Regions from separate parts of the Mus musculus genome. Here all the other regions are linked to region 1. The links are chromatin contacts, called in public Hi-C, capture Hi-C and promoter capture Hi-C maps. All regions are on one chromosome and are shown on one strand. Each heading gives the region's core, a stretch centred on a gene start, on an enhancer-like site or on the middle of the called end of the contact. The rest is flanking DNA. Distances are from core to core; before and after follow the strand shown.

Region 1 (4,597 bases), core at 1,430-3,929:
AATAAATAAAAGCTGGTATGTATTGGGAGAGTGTTTTATTATTGGCCCTATGCTAAACTCATTAACCTATCATGCTACTTAGTGTCAACCAGCAAGCAGCCCTATAAAGCAAGCAGACTACCACTTATAGATAGGGAAACCAAGGCTGAGAAGACTATCTCAAAGTTCCTTTGTTTGTGCTGGGATTCAAACCCAGGGCTTTGGGCTCTTGAGGCAAGCACCCTACCTTGGAGCTAAATCCCCAGTCTAGAATTCAGCATTGTCTTTTACAATGTGGTAGTGCATGTCTTTAATCCCAGCACTCTGAAGGCAAAAGTGAGTTCAGGTGCCACTCTGGTCTACATAGTGATTTCCAAGATAGCCAAGAATACTTAGTGAGACCCCATTTCAAAAACAAAACAAGATGAAAACCAGGTGAACAGAGTAGACCAAGAATCAGAACTCATATTATGCACGTGAGTGTGTGCATGCATGTGTGTGTGTGTGTGTGTGTGTGTGTGTGTGCGCGCGCGCTGTGAGTGTGTGTGTGTGTGTGTGTGTGTGTGTGTGTGTGTGTGTGTTCAAAACACCTCACAGCCCAGGGGCTAGAGGAGACAGAGTCATGAACGCCCTTGAAATTATACCCCAAACTGGAAGTGTCCTGGCAAGCCAGCCCCCAACCCAGTAGTGCCCCTGGTTTTGCTTTTGCCTCTGCCAAGATTCCATCCACAGTGTCAGGCTATGTGACTTAGATGGGCTCTGACTTCCTAGTTGCAGAGCCTATAAAGGTCTTCTTGTCCTTGGTGACCACCAAGGCAACTGGGTTGGTGAAGGGGTCCTGGGTTCTAGTCTCAGCTTGCTCCCCTCCTCCTCCCCCTGGGTACCTAGCTATATCCATTTCCCTGCACTGCCTCTGTGGAAGGAAGAGGAAGTGCCTGGCCTTTGGACCTTCTTTCAGCCCCTGACCTCCAAGTGTCCAAGCTTCATACCGACTTTCTCAAGGCCTTTCAAGCCAGCATGTGTCTCTGTGGAGCACCTTGTTCATTCTGAACGTCGAATTCTTGTCTTATCAGCCCAAGACTCCCTTGAGAAGGGTTCTCCAGGTAAGACCAGAGGGCATCCACTTGGACTAAGGGATGTGGTGCGGTCTTCCTTTTGTCTGTGTGGTTCTGTGCTTGCTATGTGGCTGGCTGGCATCTGAATATGTGAGCCAAGGTTGTTGGGTGTGCACAGGTAGGTCAAGGGAGAGACAAGAAATTTGGGCCTGAAGACAGCACCTGCCTGAGTCCAGTGTGGTCAAGGGTCTCTACCCCTGACTGCAAGTACTTGTCTCTCACACAGGTTAACTCTGAACAGGGGTGTGTTTCCATTTTCTCCACCACAGAGTGAGGAACTGGTGGGAAGGTGGGTGTGTCGGAAGCTCCTCCCTTTAACCTGTACCATTTGCATCTGTGTCTGGCAGGATAGGAACCTTGCAAGGGGAACTGTAAAATAAAGCATCCATTTCCTACCTCCCTCAGCAAGACACCTGTCTGGTCTTCTCCTCTCTGGCCTCTCCTGTGACTGATGGGGTCAGCCTCTGTGGCTTTTGTATTTTCTGCAGAGAGGAAGAGTGCTGGGTCCTGTCTAAAAACTCTAAGCGGCCTGCAACCAGTCATACCCTTTCCTTCAGCTAACCAAATCAGAAGGCCAAAAGAGAGGCATTGGTGGATGGCCTACCTGGCAAGGATCAGGGGTGGTAAGGCCTCAGTGACTCAAGAAGGAGGAGGAAGAGGAGGAAGAGGGCTTCTGGGTTAGGAATCCAGATCTGTGCCCACCTTAACCCAGATAGGGACACATAGCTCATCTCCAAATCCCTCCCCACCCCACCCCACCATACATTTGCCCTTGACACCCAAGGAAAGATCTCCTGTGTGATGACTACACAGATAGACACACATGTCCCCACAGACACACACACACACACACACACACACACACACATGAGCACTCGCGTGCGCACGCACAACACGCCCATGCAGAGGCACAGACACCCAGGGAGGCAAATCTTTCCCTTTCTCTGTCTTTCCCTTGGTTTGAATTTTGTTCAGCCACATATGTTGTGTGTGCGTGAGGGTGGGTGGGGGAGGGGCAGACAGGGATGAGGAATGGCATGGTGCCAGCATCTACCTATGGGGCTTGGGCCAGGGATGCCCCCCACACCCACCCTGGAAGGAGCCTCAGCTGTCCCTTTGTGGTGGAGGGGATTCTCTTGGGGAGCGGCAGTAAGCACCGAGGTCCCTTCTCCACACCCCAGGGTCTGGTCCTGACCCACCTTAGGGACCTGGAGACAGGGAAATGGACAGATCAAGACCCTGGAGAGAGCCCTGAATTGGCCTGGCAACCACAAACCGCCAATTCCCAGACTTGCCACCCCATTGTTCCCATGTGGGGGGTTCTATATCTGAGGGGGGCAAATCCTCCCACCTCCCTCTCAATCTCTGCTTTTCCTGCGTTGGGCGGGGAGGGGAGGGCGGCAGAGATATTTATTTATTTCCTTTATTTATTTAATTTTTTTTTTTTTTTTTGGAGTAGAGAGTGACAGATGGCGGCGGGTCCCGGGGGAGCCGGCTCTCCCCCAATGCAGACGCATGCCAATCACCGTCTCTCATGTGATAGCTGCTGCCCGTGACGTGCCAAGCCCATATGGCCTGGCATAGAGGCTGGTACCCCGCCTGGTAGAGATGCCACACTCGCTCCGCGGCTCGCATGGCGCTCTGAAGACGCCGGCGCCCGCCGCCTTGAGGAACCGCTGCCCCCGCTCCCTGAAGATGGGGGAACAATGAAATAAGCGAGAAGATTCCTCTTCTCCCCCCTCTCTCTCTTGCCCCCTCCCCCCTCCCCTCCCCTCTCCCCTTGACTCCTCTCTGAGGTAAGTTGTCCGAGAGGGAGCTAGATCTGACCTGCTATTAGTGGTGGGGGGGCGCTGCTTCGGACATGGAAGTCCCCCCCAGTTCTCCTATTCCTGGGACCCTACCCCCTTACGGGATGGGCAGCGGGGGCGCCCCGTGTTCTCTCTCCCATTGGGGCCGCAGCTTAAGGGGCTGCGGAAGGAGATGGTATGCCTAGGATGGGCTGAGGGGGAAGGGTCATGAGGCACTCGAAGAAGCGAAGATGGGACCCCCCCCATGACTGTCCCGAAGGAACCTGTGACCTTTTCCCACCACCAAAAAAGATAAGCAAACAAATAAATTTGGATTTTTCCCCAAGGATCTCAAAATACAACGAGATCTGTAGAGACGTGTGGGAGGGAGGGAGTTTGAAGAGGGGAAGAGGGTCCCTGACCGCAAGGGAGACGAACAGGGTTCGCTTTTGGGTCTCCTCCCCACGCCCGGCTTCTTCAGTCCCCGCACCCGGAGCCCGCTCCGGGAGACCCGTAAGCAGCAGCTAGAGAGGAGACGGTGCTCCGGTGTCTAGAATTGGGGCTGCGGGGGTGGGGGCCCGGCCGGGGGCGGCGCGCGGCCAACTTGCAAATTGGATTAGGGAGCTTGGGGGTGAGAGGCACCGGAGGGCTTGGGGAGCCAGGCCGAGGGGCCGGACCGTGGAGAGGAGGAACCGGGGCAGCGTCCCCACGGCGGCCGCCCAGCTTCTCTCCGTCACCGGGAGAGAGCTGGCTTTCGGGCGAGAGCACCGCCTCCCCGGGAAGATGGACCTGGTCCCTTAACCCCCCACCTGGTCAAGCTCTCTGGGACCCCGACACCGGCCGAGAGCAGCTTCCTTCCGGGCCAGGGGCGGAGCAGGAGCCCGGATCTCGGGCAAGGGCCTGGGCCGCGGTCCCCCACTGGCAGCCGGGCAGGGCTGGGCCGGCTCTGGGCGGGGCAGCAGGACGTAGTGGGCATCGGGGGCCCCTGAGCTGGGGCGCTCACGGAGACTTGGGGGGTGGAGGCGGGTTGGGGGGTCGTGGTGACCCCGGCGCGCCCCTCACTCTGTGCTGTCTGTCTCCCCGCCCCCGGGGCGCCCTCAGGCACCATGCTGACCCGCCTGTTCAGCGAGCCCGGCCTCCTCTCGGACGTGCCCAAGTTCGCCAGCTGGGGCGACGGCGACGACGACGAGCCGAGGAGCGACAAGGGCGACGCGCCGCCGCAGCCTCCTCCTGCTCCCGGGTCGGGGGCTCCAGGACCCGCCCGGGCCGCCAAGCCAGTGTCTCTTCGTGGAGGAGAAGAGATCCCTGAACCCACGTTGGCTGAGGTCAAGGAGGAAGGAGAGCTGGGCGGCGAGGAGGAGGAGGAAGAGGAGGAGGAGGAAGGACTGGACGAGGCGGAAGGCGAGCGGCCCAAGAAGCGCGGGCCGAAGAAACGCAAGATGACCAAGGCGCGTCTGGAGCGCTCCAAGCTGCGGCGACAGAAGGCCAACGCGCGGGAGCGCAACCGCATGCACGACCTGAACGCGGCTCTGGACAACCTGCGCAAGGTGGTGCCCTGCTACTCCAAGACGCAGAAGCTGTCCAAGATCGAGACCCTGCGCCTGGCCAAGAACTACATCTGGGCTCTCTCGGAGATCTTGCGCTCCGGGAAGCGGCCGGATCTGGTGTCCTACGTGCAGACTCTGTGCAAGGGGCTGTCACAGCCCACCACGAATC
Region 2 (5,045 bases), core at 718-3,217, 2.0 Mb after region 1:
TGGATGTGGAGGGGGGAGTAAGACTAAAAAGCCAGAGTGGGGACCTCGAACCCACCTTGAAAAGCCCCCAGAGCCTCTGCCCCAGAAGAAAAGTTTCTTCAGGGTAATTAAACTATAAAGCAATTGAGAAGTGCAAACGTTGAGCGCCCCCACACCCACCAGTCTTTCTCCACAGCCCCCATAAAACAGTAAAAGGGGAAAGGAGGAGAAGAAGAAAAGTTAAGGAGGGTGAGGGGTTTATGGATTCAGGAAATTCGCTTAGAGACACCCCCCCCTCCTTCAAAGGAAGCAAAAAGAAAAGGGGAAAAAGAAGAAAAGAAAGTGGGACAGAAGGGAGAGGAGGTAGGTGTTTGGAACGGAGCCCACAAGTCCTCTAGGAGCAGAAGATACTCCCGGACTGCCCACCAGCCCTCCCCCCCCCACCGGCATGGGGGCCCCCCTGGCCCCTTCCCACCCTGTCAGGTCCAGGTCGGACGGGAGCTCACCTTGAGGGCGCATCCAGGGAAAGAGCTGTGTGGGCGACGGGCTCTGCTCAGACCCCTCGGCCTCCTCGCCCAGGCCGCTGGCTGCCGCGAGCTTGCAGTCTGCGTACTGCACCAGGTCTGGATCCTGCGCACCGAACAGGCTCTGGCGCTGCAGAGGGTCGTAGCCGTAGAAGTTGCCGGGGTCGCCGTGGCACGCCACGGCGCACGGGTTCTGCTGGTAGGGAGCTGTGGACAGCGACGATGGCCCGTGGTAGAACTCCTGGATTTGCGAAGGGTGCTGGAAGCTGCCGCCGCTGCTGGGACCGTACACCACGGTGGGTCGGCCGCCCAGGTCCTGGGCGAAGCCGCAGTCATAATAATTGGGGCGCAGGGACTCCCCGGTTTTGTATTTGGAGAACAGTGAGTTGACGAAATAAGAGCTCATTTTATTGAATTTTGAGGCGGCGGCGGCGGCGGCGCAGGCTGTAGTTGGGGGCTGTTGGGGAGGGGGTGGGGAGGGGGAAAAGGGAGGGAGAGAGAGAGAAAAAAAAACGCGGATTCGCCGGCTCCTAGTCACCCTCGCCAGGAAAGGAGAGGAAAAGGGAGGAGGGGAAAAAAAAGAAGGAAGGAAGGAAAAGAAAGAAAAGACGAAGAAGATCTCAAAGCCGCCACACTTTTTGTGATTTCCAGGAATAGAAGAGCGAAGCCTGCAAAAGTCTAAGCCTGCATGGCAGCCGCGGCTCGCTCGCCCTCCCCCCACCCCCCACCCCCCAAACAAAAATATACCGCCACTTAAAGAGGTCCTCGCTTTACATTTCGAAGAAGGGATGCCAGTTCATAAACAGTTTTCGGTGATTTACTTCCCTCCAAATGAGTTGTTTCATATTTTGCCCCGTCTTTTCACCATCATTTGCATCCATTAGAGACCCCGCATCCTATTGGCTTCTGGGTACTCCTCCCGGACAGAACGCAGAGCGAGGGTGAGAGCGAGAGAGAGCGAGTGCGAGAGAGAGCTAGAGCGAGAGAGCGCCAGGGAGTGAGGAGAGGGCAGAAAAAAAGGAGGGGAAGAGAAAAAAACACCCAGGGAGAAAGAGGGGGAGAGGGGGGGAGAGGGAGGGGGGAGAGAGAGAGAACGAATACGGATTAAATCTGTTTAACTACCTACATTAATGAGATATCTCTTGCCTCACAACAAATCAAATACCTTCGCAGACCACCCCCAAAGACTGATGTGGGGGAGTCACGGAAAAACACCATACACACACATCCACAACGCTGAGCCTGGCGTAGGCACGCTGTTAATTTCGCGATTTTAACGAGGCAATTGGAGTCTTTCTAAATGTCAGGGTCGCTTCGGAAAAATGTAAAAGAACACGGTTTAATTGCACCGAGTTTTAAAAGGTCCTATAAATGTAATTGGTATTTTAATACAAGTTATCAAATCATACAGCTTCCTCTCCTAAACATATTTTCAAACAAACGAGGTAGTCATATTTAAAGCTTTAATGATCAATTTCCTTATTATTGATAAAGGTTTAACTATCGTGTGGAGGGAATTGGCTGGGTAACCAGCCCCCAAAAAAACGGCTGTAAACTCTTTAACAAACTATAAAACGCAATAAAGCCGGAGTCTGTTGTTGTTTATGCTGCAGCGCATAAAAGCTGTTAGCATTTTACGAGTTCTTTCCTCTACAGCTATAAAACTGCAGCTTCGATCGCCCCCGCCGCCCGACTGAAGCACGGTGGGGGTGACTTAGCTGAAATGAGACCGATTATGGGTTGCTGTGGATTTTTTTTTCCCTTTCGGCACAAACGGTGACTTTCCCCGAGATTTTCTCCCTTGCAGACACACCTGACCCCACTGGCTCTTATGAGACCCCAAACCACCCCGAGATCTGTCCTCACCTAGGTCACGCACATAACTTTCCCTCATTAAGCAAACACGCGAGATTTTCTGTGGAAAGGGAGTCTGAGAGGGCCTGAGAGAGGAAGAAGAAACTTTCTGGTTAATGGGCAGTGCTAAGGTGGAACAAAGTTCTGCAGGCGGCTGCCAATTCTGCCATTTACAGGAGCTTTACCTGCTGGTGGTTGGGGGGAGCTGCAAGAGAAAGGGGGGGGTCTTCTGGAGGTGCTTTGGCCACTTTAGAGGGAAAGGTCCAGTGATATCAAAGGATGATATCTCGTGTGGCTGTAAACCTGTGCCCCGGGCCTTGGCATTCAGAAACCAAGCCCCACTGACACCCAGCTTTCTGGGGCCAACCACCCATTCCTTCTACACACAAGCCTTCCAGGTATAGATAGTGACCTCTTCATCCACACAGCAAAAGAGGTAAGGGTAGTGGAGACTAAGGCTGGGTACCAAGGCCTTGGTTACTGCTGTCTTATGCTCTCCCGTGCCCAACACAAAGGTGTGGGTTTAAAAGGCACCTGTTATTGGTATATGTCCCCATAGCCATTTGACCACCTGCACTAACCTTGGAGTGGAAAAAAACAAGGCCACCAAGGTCTCCATTTCCCCTCTTCTCTTGTTGGGGTGCCTTTAGTTGGACCTCCAGCACCTGAAGATCTGAGGCCTCAAATCCAGAAATGACTGGCTGCCCCACTCCAAGCCCAGGCCCTCCTCTGTGTACCTGGCACATGGCTGGTGGGGGGGGTCAAACCTTAGGGTGGCAGGCAGAACCAATGGTCTCCTGAGGGAACTGACTGGAAAGACAGAGAGAAGGAGAAAGAAACGTCCTAGAACAAAGGCAGAGTCAATTTTACAAATAAATTAAATCTACTGCCCGTTCTCTAAGGTGCTTCTTTTTTTTTTTTTTTTTTTTTTTTTTTTTTTTTTTTGAGGGGTTCCATGAGCCAGAATCTTTGTAAAAATGAAACCACGTTTCCAAAGAAGCTGCACTAAGGGTTTCACTCGGCCTTCTGAAGTACAGTGTATATAGAAAGGAGAGAGAAAAGGAGGGGGCCAGAGAGAGGGAAACTGAAGCAAGCTGTGGGGTTTTGTTTTTCCACACGGATGAGAGGTCGGTGAGGCAAGCTAAAGCAGTGTCAAGTTGTTGCTGAAGTGAACATTTTTATCAAGTGCGGGGGATTTTATGGTCATGATTTGAGGACTCACTGGTGGGATAGAAATTCAATGGCTTGTTCTAAATCATCCCTACACCGTGCCAGAAATTTCTGATGGAAGGAAAATGTTTCTATTATAAGAAAGAAAAAAAAAAACAAGAAAGAGCTCGGAGATCAGTTATAAACACCCAACGGAGGGCAGATTTATTGGAGAAACTCAAGTTGAGAAGACACTCCGCTGGCCTCTTTACACCTGGTCCTGCGGAAAGAGAAGAAGCCACACGGGGTTCTGGGGTCATTTTTGGAGGCTCAGGTTGGAGGCAGGTTCAGGCTGGACTGAGAGGAAAGTGAAGATTGGGAACCAGCCAAAGGGGTTGTAGGCAGTCAGAGGGACAACCTCAGAACGGAAAAGTGCCTGGGTCCAGGCTTCCAGCTGCTCCGTCCCAGAAGGACTGGCTTCCCCGAGGTTTGCCAGAGTAAGGACGCCAAGGGCATAGCCTGGGCGCGCCCGAGGAAGCCGCAGCTCTCACCTGGGAGTCCGGAAGCGTGGAAAAGCCAGAGACTGCTCCCCGTCGCCATGTCTGCCTCTACTGCTGTTAGGAAAAATGCGCAGGGTTTTGACTGAGCCTTCCGAGGAGATTCTGAAGCCTTCCCGCATCCTGCATCCCACATCCCGCATCCCGCATCCTGCATTCCGCACCCCTAGGGAGAGTCTGTCCGAGCCTTGATGACCAGGCACTCGGCCAGCCTAGACCTGCACACATGTAAAGGCTCTGGAGTCGGCGCCCTGGGGCAGTGGCCCCTCTGACTTGGAGCACCACCGAATCTTCACCAAAGCCAGGTCCCCATTTCTCCCAAATTTGGAAATCTCCCAGATTGGCACGTCCGGATTCTCTCTTCAGCAGGTGTGGGCAGCCCGCCTGGGGTAGCTTCCTCTTCAAAAGACCTGCAGGCTCACCAGTCTCACCTGACCCATTGTCCTGCACTTTATTCCTCCCTCGCCCCCACTGCAGGAAAATCTCAGTTTTTCAAATCAATTCGCCTCCTTGATTTGTGCCTATTATTTCTATATTTTTATTATTAACATTATCTCCGGTTCCCACGCATTTCTCGCCCCATCAAACACAGCAACTGGCAAACAGCTTTCTTACTGTGAGAAATTCAGAAAATGAACCATTTGAAGAGAGAAAGGAACTCTGTTATAATTGAAATATATACAGTAGGGGAAAGAGCCATAACAAACCCTATTTTTTTTTTCTATTATGTGCAAATTTCTCATGACTTTTGGTAGCTCTCTGTTTCTAGATACAGGGCCGAACAAGGTGCTGTGTAGAGCCGCTGGGCCGGCAGCCGCAGCACTGGGAAATTTCATATGGAGCAAGGATGCCATCTAGCGGCCACTGTGCAAAAGACGTCCTTATATCTGCTCAGCCAGGTTCTCTGAGAACTAGCAGAGGAGGCAACAAACGATTAAACTTTCATTATTACTAGAAATAGGGGAGAGAAATGAAAGCAGAT
Region 3 (5,032 bases), core at 127-2,626, 2.8 Mb before region 1:
TCTGATTATTTCCCCTCGGGGATCAAGCCAAAGGAAATGAGCATAGCTTGCCAGGAAAGGGGAGGTTAGATATCAGACAGAACTCTCCAGCAGGCAAGTGTCTAGGATCTTGAAGAGGAAGGGAGGTTATAGTTGTGGTCTGGCCCTCAGAAATCTCAGCATACACCACTTCAATCTGGAAGTACCATAAGGATGGCTTCTAGAGATGGTGCATTGATTTCTGGTCCTTGCTTTGCACAACTGCCAGGATTGTGCTCCAATGAGACAGTTCTTCCCAGTTTAGAATTCGGTCAGCAAAGTCAGACCACCGCTCCAGCCTGGAGTCTAGGGGCAAAAAGGGCGTGGCGTCCCTAGGGAGGCGTTGGCCTGAAGTCTGCACTTCGTCCAGCCTAGCCTAGCCCAGCCCGGCTAGTCGTGTGTCCTAGAGCCTCTGGCGGTGTAAAAGACTTAAAAATTTGGCCTCTTGGAGTCAGAAACGAGGAGAAGCTCGAAAACTGCGCAGATCCTCCAAGAGGCGCACACTACCCACCGGAGCGGACCTGGAACCCTCCGCCCGTAACCGCGGGAATCGCCGCTGAGTCAGCAACGCGCTCGAGTATGTGCGCGCTCCCACTGTCTAAGCTGTAGCGCGAACCCCGCCCTGTATTCTTTAGCGCCCTTGTTAACCCCTTCTTGTTCAGAAATGCAGCATAGTCGCCCTGAGAGGCCTCTGATCTATTGATTTTCTTAAACCACAGAATCCCCGAGCATGCCAAACCACTCTCCCCATTCCAGTTCAATGCCCTGTAAATTCACTTTTATTTCAGATCTTTGTCTGAGGCTTCCAGGAGTTCCTTTCTCAGCTTTTTCATCTCAAAAGTGGAGGTGGCTAAGATCTAAATCTGGACCCTTTTAACTCCAAGGATGGAGCTGCCTTTGCAGCTAGCTAACTCTCTCACACGCAGGTGTGGAATGCCTTGAAGGTAGTAAGGCTCTTTGTAGGGATTCCAAGATGTGACAGGTAATCACAGGTCAATAGCCTAGCTTCCTTCCAGCTTTATGCCCTTCCTTTTCCAGACCTTCGAAAAGGGTTTTTTAATTTGCTGCTTGGTGAGCCAAGAGTTAAAACAAGAGCACGAAGGCGGTCCTACGTGACGCCACAGACACCCCGTGTCCGACCTCAGAAGCTCCCTCCCCAGTCCCCCCCCCCCCCGCCCCTCCCTACTGTCACTCAGCCAGAGACACATGATGCAACCCGCCGCGGTTTCAAGCTTGGGATTGGTCTCCCTGACCGGCGCCAGGAACAATGATTGGGCAGAGGAGGCTGTGACGCAACGTAGACCCTACCCTGTGAAGAAGGGAGGAGAAAAAGAACAGGGAAGGCGGAGGGAAGGAGGGGGGGCAGAGAGGGAGGCGGGGTCTGGGAACTCTGCCCGCGCCCCCAACGCGCCAGTCCCGGGGCTGCAGGGAGCGCAGCGCGCGCCGCCCGGGCCCCGGCCACCGGACGCCCTACCGGACACCACCCTCCTTGGAGCTTGGACAACCGCCCACCACGATTGCTGCACCAGACACTGCTCCTACAGAGCTGGACACTACAACGAACACTACTTCCCAGCTCCGGACATTGCTCCCGGCTCCCTTCCCCCGGCCCTGGACGCTATCTCCCCCCTCCTCTGCCCGGGCCCAGACAGCGAGCCCCCAGCGGGCTCTGGTGATAGTCCTTTTGCACCTCAGCGCTGGACACTGCCTCCTTCCGGCCCCCTTCTTTCCTCTCGTCACACCTCTTCTCTACCCAGTTCGGGTCGGAGTACCTCCAGTTTCTCAGATTCCCTGCTGCTCAGGCAACACTGCCTGCGCCCCCATTCCCAGGCTGCTCGCCCGGATGCCTCTCCCCGGGGGATTGTGGTGGCTTCTCTGCTGCCGTCGAGGCTTCACTCTTCTGCACCGGGACTACGGGGACGGCGAGCTTAGCGGGGACGGGGACGAAGACGAGGACGACGAGACCTTTGAGCTAAGGACCCCGAGTCCAGCGGGCGGCGGGAGGGTAAGTCTACAGGGATTTAGAACCGAGTTCAATCTTTCTCACTACAACCGGCCGTCACGCCTGAGCCTGCTCCATACTTGGGCCAAACGCAGTCCTCTTGGCCAACTGCAAATGTGGGGGAGATTCTTGTCTGAGGGCCAGAGCCCCGGGAGCTCCAGGGGCAAGTAGCCCTACTAGGGATGCGCCTGTGGGCTTCGCGCTGCACACAAGGCGCTGTCCACCTGCTGGGGGCCCTGAGGCAGAGGAGGCGTCACGCGTGGCCCAACCTGGCCCTGCCTCTCCCTTCCCTGCCGGGCCCGCGTCCCATCCCGTCTCCTTCCGCCTCCGCCAGAGCCAAGGAATGTGGCGAGGCCGGCTGGGCGGCTGGAACGCCTGGGTTCGCTCTGCTCTCAGTTCAAGAGCACTGGGGCCAGATGCGGGAGCTCCCACCGCAGTATCCTGGGCGAGGGCAAAAAGACATCCTAGAATTGGGGTCTGCATCAGGGACCCCACAAAGAAAAGGCTCGGGACGATGGCCCTTTGAGGACTTCTCATTATTCCGCCACTTAAGACAGAACTCTCTGCCTTCTCTGGTGAGGTTCCTGGGAAACCAGAGGGAATGGGTGAGGGTGACTTGGTGGCTGAAAATTTTTTTTAATCAAATCTCCTTTGGGAGAGAGACACTCAGGCACAGTTGGTGTGTAAGACCTCCATCTTTCGAGGAGACCTCTCTCACGTCCTTACCCACCAGAGGCAACCAGGCTTCTGTGTGCTGTGGCCTGGGTCCAGCTCCCATTTCCCCCCAACCCCGCTCAGGGGTCCCCAGCAAGTCCGGTGGCTCCATTCCTGGGTGGGGCGGGCGGCACCGCAGCCAGTGCAGGCGCCAGCACCTGGCGAGGCAGAGGGCAGATAAATATAGAGGGGAGGAGGAGGGAAGCAAGGGACTGAGATTAGGGGAGTTGTGGGGGGTGGGGTGGGGTGGGATCAGTACCTGCCCTCTGGTAGAGGGGTGGATAGCCCCACTCAGAACCTCCAGAAAAGAAACGGGTAGGCTCCCAGGGAAAGAGTGGGACCTGGGAGTCCCCAAGTTTCCCGCATGGATAGGATCCCTGTCAGATAGGCCATGGCCTCCCTCGTGCCCCACCTCCACCCCCTCCTAGGAGCTCAGGGACAGGTGTCCCTGGTCCTCCTCCCCCAACCCTCCTCCTGGCTTTAGCAGCCTGGGCGCAATGGGACCATGGCACAGTTCCTGTCTAGCTAGCTTGGCTCCGGGTTGATTTTGACCAACCTCAGACCCCAGGTTACAATTGAAGTTCCTAAGCAGGGGTTTGTGTATGAGAAGGGCAAAATTCCAAACCACCCTTGGTCTGAAGAGTATGCGCTTAGCAGCCTCTTGTCCTCCTGAGCCCCGGCAAGGGGGTAGTGTGTCCATTTCCTCCGGGACATTTGCAGAGTAACACACAAAGCTCTTAGAGAACATCTTCTATAAAAGAGTCCCTCTTCCCCTTCAGTCAACCCTGTAAACCACCCTTGCCCAGTCTTGGGTCCTGCTCTTTCCCTGAGAGCCCATCTTCTTCTTCCCTGGAGGTTCTGAGCAAGGAAGTCGGGGGAGGGTGTAAAGGAAAAAAATTGAAGAGGCTTCCATGGGTAGAAGGTACTTCATCACATCTCCAGTTTGAAAAATGGAGAAACTATGCCCCAGAGATGGGAGGGGACTTTTGCAAGGTATGGCAGGTGCTAAGTGGTCCAGCCTCTATCAGTGGAACCCAGGTTTCCTGACTCCCAGCCCACCCCCACCCCCACGGTTGCATTTTCAAGGGGTTAATGGATATAAGTCTAGAGCTTGTAGCTCCTGGGCATTTTCTAATGGTCCACAGAGACTTGTATGTAGAAGGGACAATCCCAGAGTGGCTCAGGCCCTTCCTGCCCGGTCACGGTCGGACTTCGGACACTCCTTCCTCAATCTAATGAGTGATGTCCTGGGCTCATTTGAAACCATTGGTGCTAGGGGTCAAGGCCTCTGAGTGTATTCTTGCTTATCTCCCTAGGGTTCCCTGGACGTTACTCTGACTCAGCCAACAAGGAATGGGCCCATCTCAGACAGGTGAGCTTCTACTCTGAGTCTCTTAGTTTGGATACTGCAGCTAGTTCTCAGGACCCCCTTCCTTGCATCTTCCCTCCCAAAGTTGTGCAATAAGGGAGAGGCCTTGTGCTGCCGGACGCTGTGGTTTGGCTGGGGTCCCGGGGGGGCGCGGTCCAGCCGGGGGCGCGGGGAGGAAGGGGGGGTCCTAGTTATTTCTGGTGCAAGGTCAGAACGGCTCCGCGGTTCCCACAGCCTGGAGGATGGGTGCCCAGCTTGGGAGCATGTACCCCTTGTAGTTTGGGGAACCCCTAATAAGGAGGCAGAGTGGAGGCCCTTAAGCCTCGCCCAATTTTTCATCTCTGGTCCAGACTGCAGGGCTGGGAAGAGACCTGGAGCCTCATCCCAGACAAGGGACTTCCGGAAGAGGACCCTGACATCATTGTGAAAGGTGGGAACACCTGGGCCCAATTTCGTAGGCCCTCAAACACAGCCCTCCTAGAAATAATGTCTTCTCTTATTAATCTCTTCTTCCCTATCTACCCCCAACCTTCAGGTTGGCTGTACCGGGAACCTCGTGGAGGAGGGGCAAGGCCATGGTTACTCCCACGCAGAGCCTGGTTTGTGCTCACCAGAGATTCCCTGGACCAGTTCAGCAGCAGCGGGAAGGGGGCAAGGCGACTCGGAAGCCTGGTCCTCACAAGCTTGTGCTCAGTGACTGGGCCGGAGCGTAGGCCCAAGGAGACTGGTGAGACATCTTAAGAATCTCCCTACCTAACTGGTAGGGGACCCGACAATCCCTGATTGCCCTCTGTGGCCTCTCTTTCCACCAGGTCTGTGGTCAGTCACTGTGTCTGGCCGGAAACACAGCATCCGCCTCTGCTCTCCGCGCCAGGCAGAGGCAGAGCGCTGGGGGGTAGCACTGCGGGAGGTGATTGCCTCCAAAGCTC
Region 4 (4,707 bases), core at 1,668-4,167, 2.1 Mb after region 1:
TTAAAGAAAGGTGACCAAGAAAAATAGTGGGGAATAAAGGGGCCATTTTTTTGGTTCCCCAAACTCTGGTTATGTTTTCAAAAGCCCAAGGATAGGGTGCCCTCTTCTGTAACCACTGGGCCTGGAAGGAGTCCTGACAAGGCCACATGTGACTACTGCACGTGGCTCCTAAATGCCCAACAAACCCTAATCCAACTGGGTCAGAACAACCGGGATAGGCCAAATCGATCATTTGCCAAGAGAAGCAGAGTTTAAGAAAGTGCCCAAGTAACTGTCTTGCCAAGTCTGTAAGTCCTTCCTTGGTATTCACTTCCTGGTGGGTTCTGACCCAATCAGGGCACTGGTTTCACTTCACTATAATATCTCAGCATTTGGGATGGGGGCTTCCCATTGTGTATAGCCTAGGAGGTTGTCCAGGAGGAAGGAGACCACAGGAGAAGGTGGGCAGGGAGGAGGGAGAAGCACTCTCTAACTGGTCTATCCTGCCCTGGTATCATCTCAGAAAAATGCCAAGTGGGTATGGGCACCTTAGAAGGATGAATCTACCTTTGTCCCCCCACCCCATTCTCTCTCCCCTCCACCACTAGAAGGGGGGCACACTGAGTGTACATGGAAAGGAATCTGAGAGGAAACTGTCCTACAAGATCGTCTTCCGAATTTATTCACAATCAGCTCAACTCATGAAAGCGATTTCTAAGTGCTCAACAGAGCTCTAGATAGAAAATATGAGGCTAATTATCATGACAACTAGTACTGGTTATGAGATTATCACCACGGTCCAGATGAATGATTATGACTGATACAGGTTCTTCAGAACCGTGATGGAGGAGCCTCCCGCTCCCGGCACATGCAGGATAGCCCCGAGGAACAGTCCAGAACTCAGAAGCCTGCTAAAGGTGTCATCTCTTGGGGTCCCTCAGCCGAGTCCTCTGCCAGTCCTGGCCCTGGCAGGCTCCCAGTTCTCCAGGACAAGCCCTCTTCCCCTGCCCATCCCCTCTGGTGCTCACGGGGTAGTGCTGGTCTTGACCTTGGCAAGAACCTTCTTCTCCTTGACCCGGCGGTTCTGAAACCAGATGGTAATCTGGCGTTCAGAGAGGCTGGTGGCTGCCGAGATCTTGCGCCTCTTGTCCTTAGTGATAAACTTGTTGGCTGCATACTCCCGCTCCAACTCCCGCAACTGCCCCTTGCTATAGGGAATGCGTTTTTTGCGGCCTCGGCGGAAGGCACAGCCGTCGGGAGGAGGGTGCTGGACACTGGGCTCTGTGTGGTGGAAAAAGAGAGGGAAGAAAAGGCATCTTAGTCCCCTCTCTAGCGCAAGATCAAGCGCAGACCCAGGCCCTGCACGCCTCAGGGCTACGTCATCCTGCAGGCGCTTCCTGATCATCCTATGTGTGGGCCCGGCTCCCTCAAAGCACACAGCCCTAGATTCTGCCTGATTCTCTGATAGCCACTCACTCAGCCTCTGCTCCTACTGGCCACCCCCACCATCACTGACCTCACACCAGGAGTCTGCAAACACACCCACCCTGTCAGGTTTTTGTCCACAATCACACAATCCACTTTCACATGCGTGTTCGGATTCAGCCACTCCTCCAAACTGGCAAATTATGTACATGAGAAAACAGGGTTCTGTTCCCTACCCAACACACACATACACACACAAACACCATGCACACACACTTACACGCACACTCACGAACACACCCTTCAATACACCCTCAGTCAAAGAAAACCTAAATTTTCCTTTCGAAATTGACCTAAAAAAAGGAAAGGGTTATATTCTCGAGGAAACACCCAATATCTCCGATCCCACCTCTCAATGCCACTCTCGAGACCACTGGATTATGTCATTTGGCCTTTGGGCAGAATTAGTCTGGGATTGTGCTGGGTAGGGACTCTTTGCCCCCAATCAACAGCAGAGATCCAAGGTTCTCCCGACATATTCAAAGACTGGTCCTAGAGCCTCCTGGAGAAGTCAGGAAGGCTAGCACCCTGCTGAGGCCCCTTATTCTGACCCTCTGAGGCCCTCTTGTTGCCTGGACCCTCCCTCACAGTCCTAGTAAATAACCCAGGAACCCTAGGCCCCTCCTCATCAGCCCGAAGTTTCCCTTCCTCTCCTCTTCCTCCTTCCCAGCAAGTGCCAGCGTAGCCCATGCTGAGCCAAGGGGAGCCAGAGTAGAACTTACCTGCAAACGCTGCTTTCCAGAATGGACCTGGTGGGTTCTGTTCACCTTGGCAACACATCTGGCTGTTCCAGCCACCGGCCAGGGCCCAGGGCTGGTAACTGTCCACGGGAAGCAGAGAATCGTGGCGAGGCTCTCCGGGGGCTCCCAGGGTCTGCACCACAGACACATCCAGGTAACTGGCCATAGGCTGGTATGGTCCCGGGTAGCCCGGATAGAAGGCAAACTCGGTGGGACGGCTGGGATACTCCTCCCCAGGTGCAGGAGTTTCCGAAGGGTAGGTAGCCAGGGCGGCCGTCTGGGCACAGGGTTTCAGGGAGCTCCTGGATACTCGGCAAGAGTAGTACCCGCCTCCAAAGTAGCCATAAGGCACAGGAGCTGGAGATGCCCCCTGAGGCACCCCAGGACAAGGGTGGCACTGCTTTGGTGGCTCTGCAGAGCCTGGCAGATCCAGGGGGGCATAGTTGACAGTTGGCATCAGCGTTGGAGCCGCGGGATGGCTAGCCAGTGGGGAGGAGTGGGAGACTAGATTCCGACCCCCTCCAGCTCCCAGCAAGCCTTCGATATCCTTGGCCCCGTCCAAGGTGGCATAATTGCCGGGCTCCATGGAGCCAATGATCGGCTCATGGGGAGCCGAGGGTGAGGGTTCTAGGGGGCAGCAAGCTGTCTCTCCCCACCCAGGCCCAGGGAATCCTAAGCGTTTTAAATCGCTCCCAGCTCGAACGGCGCCTGCATTCGCCTGGCTGGGCCGTCTTGACGCAAGAGACGCAAGAGCCCGGGCATGAGCGCTGATTGGCTGTGGCCTGGGGGAGAGAGGCTCATAAAATCCTCCCGCAGAAATTGCAGGGGGAGAAGGGACGGGGAGCCCGGCTCCGCCTCCTCTCTTCCCTTCTCTTCCTCTCCGCCTGTCTCTTTTTCTTTTTGTATGTGTGTCTCTGTCTTTATCTGTATGTGTTCTGTGTCTCTGTCTCTATATGTGTCTCTGCTTCTGCCTGCTGTCTCGGGTCTCTGCCTGCGCTCTCTCTCTCTCTCTCTCTCTCTCTCTCTCTTCCTGGCTCCCAGTCTTCTGCGCTTTGGCAGGTTTAACGAGAGAATAAAAAGCTCTCCCAATAAAGTGTCCATCTCCTGGGGATGAGGGGAGTCGGGGGAAGGGCTGGGAGGCCACTTCGGGCTGCCTCAAAGGAGAACCCGGGAATGCTTCTGAGATGGGAATGAGAACTGTAGGCGTCAGGGAGCTCTGTGCTTGGAGGCTGGGTACTAGCCACCGTAGCTCATTGTAGATATCCTTTCTGTCCCTAATACACTGCGCCCAGGCAAGTGCCTTCCAGGTCTGTCCCCCAAGGACCCTGCCTAGTCACAACACTGAAAGCCCGGAGGCCCCAATGGGGATGAGGCGGAGCCAAGGGGCGGGGGACACGAAGGAACGTTGAAAACGTGCAGTGCTTGGCTCAGGGAACGCAGTGTCCGGATCTGAAGGGGAAATAGAGCCAATGTCTGGGAAGGGGGTCTGGATTTCCGTTTAAGGGTGGAGAAAGAGACCAAGAGACACAGGCGTACAGGGGCTTTACTTGAAGGAATAGACTCGGTGTGGAAAAGGAAGGCTGGCGGGGGGGGGGGGGGTAGGCAGAGAGGGAGGAGAAAGGAAGAGAGGAAAAAAGGGAGAGGGAGAGAGGGAGAGGTTGAAACATCACAAATGGGAAGGGGGGGTCAAGATTGTATCCCTTTTTCTGGAATCTGCAGTCTGGGGGAGCCAAGGCTGGTTTCGTGGCCATCCCCACCTGTGGGGATCCTGGGTCCCAAGATTGCAGGAGCTTGGTCTGTGTGGGGGCCTTTCTGCTCTTTGGTGCCGCTCTCTAGGCCGGAAAGTCCAGGAACCGAACCCTGGCCCCAGCACACTTCCACAGGACTGAGGGACTAGAAAGCTCAGGACCCCCTAGCTGCCTCTTTAAATTTCCTTGGAAGTTAAAGAGGAGGAGAGAGAGAGTGAACTACCCCAACTGCTAGAATTGTCCGAGGCCCTCTGTTGGGGCCTATTGTGCTGTAGATTCAAATGGCTTGTTTCACAAATCTGCCCTTAAAGTTGGTTTGTTTTTTGTTTTTTGTTTCTTTCCTGTATCACTTTCACATGAAATCCCTTTGTGTCTTCTAGTTTTCTCTCAGGTTTCCCCTCACCCCGGCAGAAAATTTGAACTTTTCTATTCTACATCAAGAGTTTGTTTGTAATAAAGAATCGAACCCCTTGAGCTGAGTCCGGCTCAGCCAAAGCCTAAACTTGAACTTGAGTCACTTTGTGGGAAAGGGCCTATGAAAGCCAGAATGGAGGCCTGTAGTATACTGTGTATCACTCCCAACAGACATTGTTAATAACTGACATGAAGCACAAACATCCCCTCTGATTTTTATCACATTTGAAAACATAGAGAAAGGAAAAAAGAGGAAGGTGTCTGTTCACTGCTTCCCAAAGCCCAATCCAGGTTGTTGTTCACCCAATCATGAAGGGCAGAAACACCAGGATTTCCCCCCT
Region 5 (4,787 bases), core at 1,379-3,878, 2.0 Mb after region 1:
AAGACAAGTAGAGGGCACTGGAGTGGGGGAAACATTTATTCAACTTCAAGGAAAGCTACAGACATACCAAAAGCTAATCACTGAGACAGGCCTGGCAAAGACAGATTTCACACGTAGCACAGCATCCACCCGCTCACTACAAATGGTCTTGGAAGCGAAATGGGTGAGAGAGGAAGTGATTGGCCTGACCCAGACTATCCCCATATTTACAGCATTGGGCCTTCTAGCCAGACCCACGGATTCACAGAGAAAAATCACAAGACATTTTACACTGAGGATTATTTCTGATTCCATACGCTTCCAGACTAGGCCTTGTGGGGCCTACCAGGCAGCAGGAGTTCAGCTCTTGCTCCTTTCCTCTCCTCTTCTCAATGTCCACACTTTGACCCTTCCCTAGCTCCCTTCCCACCCCAAGGAACAAGCTACCTGAGCCTAGGGAGTGGGGGCTGGGTGGGGCTGAAGAAGGATGAGGTGGGAGAAAAGAGACACAGACAGTGGGCTCCATTTCCCAGGCCAGCTCAGCTGGGCCCAGCACTACCCAACCTCAACTGCTGCCCCTTATGGAAGTTTCCAGCAGAAACTCAAAATACAGCCATCATCCTTTTATAAATAAGTTAGAACACAGACGGGGAGGGGAAGTCACATTAAACATGCGAATTTCTTTTTCTTTTCTTTTTCCTGGGGAAAGGAGCGCAACCACAGACACGAGGACATTCAGAAACACTGGCAACTTGGGGGGGGGCGAGCCAAGAGAAGTGGGGAGCACGGAGGGGGAAATAATAATAATAATTATTATTAACAATAATAACAAGATAACCAGTCCAGGAGAGAGGGAGCCATGGGAAGACCTAAGACCAAACGAAAAATTGTAACACAGGACTGGGGTGTGACAGGCTCGTGGGAACTGGTCCCCAGCGGGCAGCGGCAGTGCAGGGAAGATTGGAAGGGTCGAGCTGGGGTTGGTGCGGGCTCTCGGGCCGCCCAGGGCTCCTCCGGATGGGCTCAAGGTTGGAAGGCGCTGCCGGCTGTAGCCAGACTCATACTTTTCAGTTTGTTGTCTTTCTTCCACTTCATGCGACGGTTCTGGAACCAGATTTTGATCTGACGCTCGGACAGGCAAAGCGCGTGGGCGATCTCGATACGTCGCCGCCGGGTCAGGTAGCGATTGAAGTGGAATTCCTTTTCCAGCTCCAGGGTCTGGTAGCGAGTATAGGCGGTCCGGGCCCTTTTTCCGTCTGGCCCAGTCATATCTAGAGCAGTTAGAGGAGAGCCCCGAGGCAACGTTATTCCGGTTAAAGGAGGGGGCACTGAGTGGGAGGGGGCGGGGAGCAGGACCCAGGCGTCCCCAGCACCCAGCTCACCGCAGCTCCCATCCTCCTCACCCCAGATGCCTGCATCCAGCCTCTATTTCTTCATACCCCCCCTTCTCCAGCAGCCCCCACTTCTGATGGTAGTGAATGCTCCCGGCTTTGTCTCTGGCTCCTTCCCAGTGCCTCACCCTAGGCTGGGTTCAGGCGGCAGCTCGCCCGGGAGGGAAGAGAGCCACTGCACTTTTGCCCTAGAAAGCTCCGTTTATAGCCCATTCCCCCTTTGCTAGCAGCAGTCTCAAAATTTCTGTAATAATCAGGACCCTTCCTCACAATACACAAATCCCATCTTTCATCCTAAAGCCGGTGACTGGCTAGGTAAACAAAACCTAAGCTGAACGTGGCAACAAACTGGCCTTTTTTTTTTTTTTTTAAATGCCTACGCCCAGAAAACAACACTGTTTGGCTCTATCTATGGAGCTGTGGGGACCCTTTCTGACACTTTTCCCTCTTGATGGCAAAAAAAAAGAAAGAAAGAAAAAGAAAAAAAGAAAAGAAAAAAGGGATCTATATTTGAGGCAAAGCCAAGCTTTGCTCGCCCCCACCCCCAACACAGGGCAGGAATGCGGAGAGGACAAAAAAGAGATGGAGAATTACCGTGGCTGATGTGAAGCTTCCTCATCCAGGGGAATATCTGTGGAGTCTGCCCCTCGGGCGCGGCCGTAGAGGTGGCCATGGGCTCTGGCTGTGCTCGAGCCAAGCTGGGGCTGCTTAGCTGGCTCGCCGCTTCCTCGGGCTCAGAGGACGCGCTGGCCTCGTCTATTTCGGTGAAATTGGCGCTGGAGCTGGCTGGGGTCGCCTGGTCGGAAGGGGACGAAGCAGAGGGCTTGGCGCCGTGGCTGTCGCCGTTAGTGCAGGGCAGGGACTCGGGCGAGGACAGGGAGCAGCTGGACGTCGCCTGCCTGAAGCGGGGTTCCTGGGCGGACGCGGGGAAGGCGCGCGAGCTCTCGCCCACCGCCCCAAAGTGGCTGGAGGAGGCCGAGGAGCGGTTGACGCTGAGATCCATCCCATTGTAATTGTAGCCGTAAGAGCCGGTGTGCATGGCAGCGGGATCCCTGTAAGAGCCGCTCAGAGAGCTGCCACTGCCATAATTTAGCAACTGATAGTCCGGGCCATTTGGATAACGCCCCGAGAAGGAGTTTACAAAGTACGAGCTCATTTGGGTGATTTTGGAGGGCTTGATTTGTGGATCGTGGTCGTTATAACCCTGTGCTTCACGATTTATGATGTATTAATGAATTATAGCGATGCACTGTACTTCGTTTTGCTATGTATGCGGCCAAATATGGGGGGGGTTAGAAGGGGGATGGGGGGGCGTTAGGGAATCACGTGCTTTTGTTGACCAGTCGTAAATTCTCACTGATGACCTCAAGAGGTAATTCATGCTCTATGGTTACAAATAATGACGATCGGAGAATCGTTAGGGCCGATTCAATGCGAGCCTCCGAGAGGGGGGGAGAAAGTGAGAAGGGGGAAAAACAGGGAGAAGGTTGACGTTGGCCTCTGAGCAGAGCGCGCCACCTCCCGGCGATTGACGGGAGCGCGGGCCGCAGGCCGCCATGGCGGCTTCGGCAACCTCTTTGCTGGCTCTGTGCAACCGCCAAGCCAAGAAAGAAACCCGGCCCGCAGCTCACTCACAGGCTTGAACCTTTAGGAAGATGGATTTGAGTCTTTTGCCTACTTCGTTAGGGTGCGGCTATCCCCTCTATTTGTGGCCTCTCTGACATTATCATCACCATTATTATTTTAACTCTGGGTAATATAATCAAAATGAAGTTGCTTGATCTTCCCTCCTTAGGCTTTGCCAGTCCCCAACTTGGGTAAGGAAATGGGGGGAAGGATTATAAGTTGTGTGTGAAAAACAATTATAAGAATTTTGTTAGCTCAGCCAGGTCTGCTTCTTGGCTAGGCTTCAGCGGCGGGTCCACAACACGAGAGAGAGCCGCAGGACTAGGCTGGAGGGAGGCTGGAAAAGGCAGGGAAGCTCTTCGTTCTCCTGGGCCCCTGGGAAGTTTGGATTTTTCCTTCTGACCTCTCATCCTTAGCCTAGGCCTAGGAACCGAGGTAAACAGGGACCCTAGAAGAGAAAGATGGTCGGTCGGCCAAAGACTAGAGAGACAACCGTCTGAGCGGTTAAGGTTTGGTGGTAACTCTTCTGCGGGAGTTTGGGGTTTAAACAGATCCCCTTTAACAAGCTCGCCAGATGCCAGCTATCTCATTCAGAGACCAAATCCAAAGCCTTGTGTTGCTGGTGGCCAATAATTGGAGAATTTGCTCATGGCCTTACCGCCTTCCCTGGGAAGGTGTTCGGAAGACCGGCGGCCCCTTGCTGAGCTCGCTGGGCGGCCAGAGATCTCCGCAGCTGGGCCCCTTCTGCCAGACGGCTATTTTCTTTAAAAATAAAAAAAGGAGGGGGGAGAGGGAGAAGGAAGAAAAGAAAACGGGGCCTGAAGCTTGCTGCTCGGGTGTGGGTGGCAGTAAAGAGAAAATGAGCCATTTTGGGTTGAGAAGGTGAGACTAAAGGCGCCATCACCTGGACCCCTGCCCTCGGGTCTCCAAAGAGCAAGATAAAGTCGGGCCCTTGCAGCCTTCTGCTGCCGGCTTCCCATTCTCTTCCTGGCCACCGAGCTCCTACTTAATATGAGAAGAGGCACCCTGGAGCCTGTAGACGAGTTGTGGAGAGATGCCCAGTGGCCTCATTTTTCAGTCTCCGGAGCAATAGGCCGGGGATCCGAGGGCCAAGGCCGGCAGAGACAGCCATGTGGGCGGGCCAAAGGCCAGGGCCCTTGGCTCGAAGAGGACAGAAAAAAACACTGCAGAGCGCCTAGACCCGCCCAGCTCCGTCTCTCCAGAGCTCTGGGCAAGGAGGCCTCAAGTGGCATCCCTCCAGAGTCTCACAACCGAGGCAAGCTTAGAGAACAAGAGGGAAAAAGGCTTTCTCCATCTCGTGTCTGAATGGGAGAGGCAATTGTGAATTTAGCATCAGAGAGACACAACCAACGCTGGGGCCTGGGAGGACCGATCCCTGGCCTCTGCTTTTGGCTCCTTGCTTTTATCTCAACTGTAACTTCCGAATTGAGGCTGGAGGCTGGGAAGGCCCTGGGGCAGACCATGGCTCTTGCCTTTGCTGTTCAGGCTCAGGGGTGACAGGGTGGCTGGGGGCTATGGGGGAGATGACAGGGAAAGATTGGATGTGACTGAGCTGCGAGTTTTCACATCTTTATTATTATTATCATCATCATCATAATCATTATTAATAATATTAATATTATTACCGAAGTATTTCACGTCCGGAGCTAAGACAAGACTACAAACACAACACATAGAAAATTAATAAAATAGAACTTTGTTTTCTTCTGAGGCTCCTCTTCTTCCTTCTAGGTAGTATGTGCTCCTTCCAGTGGCTTTGGGGAGGGGGTA

What was found. Promoter capture Hi-C pulls out the DNA fragments that hold promoters and counts their contacts. A called contact is a pair of places that touch in the nucleus more often than the background predicts. Capture Hi-C pulls out chosen DNA fragments and counts their contacts.
Region 2: a promoter capture Hi-C map of embryonic stem cells shows a contact between it and region 1. The contact joins the promoter of Hoxb8 here to the promoter of Neurod2 in region 1. A contact is called at or near these places in 6 of 39 promoter capture datasets (cranial neural crest, embryonic stem cells, maxillary cranial neural crest and 1 more), 2 of 484 Hi-C or Micro-C datasets (both in embryonic stem cells), 2 of 115 datasets of contacts at active chromatin or transcription factors (embryonic hindbrain and embryonic midbrain) and 1 of 9 other capture datasets (embryonic stem cells).
Region 3: a promoter capture Hi-C map of embryonic stem cells shows a contact between it and region 1, with 9 times the contacts expected there. The contact joins the promoter of Plekhh3 here to the promoter of Neurod2 in region 1. A contact is called at or near these places in 3 of 39 promoter capture datasets (cranial neural crest, embryonic stem cells and second pharyngeal arch cranial neural crest).
Region 4: a contact with region 1 is called in a Hi-C map of embryonic stem cells, with 3 times the contacts expected there. The contact joins the promoter of Hoxb13 here to the promoter of Neurod2 in region 1. A contact is called at or near these places in 2 of 39 promoter capture datasets (cranial neural crest and liver), 3 of 484 Hi-C or Micro-C datasets (embryonic stem cells and epiblasts) and 3 of 115 datasets of contacts at active chromatin or transcription factors (embryonic hindbrain, embryonic midbrain and neural tube).
Region 5: a contact with region 1 is called in a capture Hi-C map of embryonic stem cells, with 12 times the contacts expected there. The contact joins the promoter of Hoxb5 here to the promoter of Neurod2 in region 1. A contact is called at or near these places in 6 of 39 promoter capture datasets (cranial neural crest, embryonic stem cells, maxillary cranial neural crest and 1 more) and 1 of 9 other capture datasets (embryonic stem cells).

What each region holds. Positions count from the first base shown.
Region 1 is chr11:98,327,727-98,332,323 of GRCm38.p6, reverse strand. It overlaps Neurod2 (neurogenic differentiation 2), which reads left to right and starts at 2,679. Exons shown (of 2, transcript NM_010895.3): 1 at 2,679-2,890; 2 at 3,983-4,597. The coding sequence starts at 3,988.
Region 2 is chr11:96,278,827-96,283,871 of GRCm38.p6, reverse strand. Hoxb8 (homeobox B8) reads right to left here and starts at 1,967. Exons shown (of 2, transcript NM_010461.2): 1 at 486-1,967. The coding sequence starts at 909.
Region 3 is chr11:101,167,716-101,172,747 of GRCm38.p6, reverse strand. It overlaps Plekhh3 (pleckstrin homology domain containing, family H (with MyTH4 domain) member 3), which reads left to right and starts at 1,376. Exons shown (of 13, transcript NM_001346769.1): 1 at 1,376-2,023; 2 at 4,051-4,106; 3 at 4,454-4,533; 4 at 4,639-4,830; 5 at 4,916-5,032. The coding sequence starts at 1,862.
Region 4 is chr11:96,192,526-96,197,232 of GRCm38.p6, reverse strand. It overlaps Hoxb13 (homeobox B13), which reads right to left and starts at 2,917. Exons shown (of 2, transcript NM_008267.4): 1 at 2,187-2,917; 2 at 623-1,260. The coding sequence starts at 2,790. The coding sequence ends at 1,004.
Region 5 is chr11:96,301,353-96,306,139 of GRCm38.p6, reverse strand. Hoxb5 (homeobox B5) reads right to left here and starts at 2,628. Exons shown (of 2, transcript NM_008268.2): 1 at 1,965-2,628; 2 at 19-1,250. The coding sequence starts at 2,526. The coding sequence ends at 1,003. The region is part of intron 1 of Hoxb5os (homeobox B5 and homeobox B6, opposite strand); the gene reads left to right. Hoxb6 (homeobox B6) reads right to left here. Exons shown (of 2, transcript NM_008269.2): 2 at 4,571-4,787.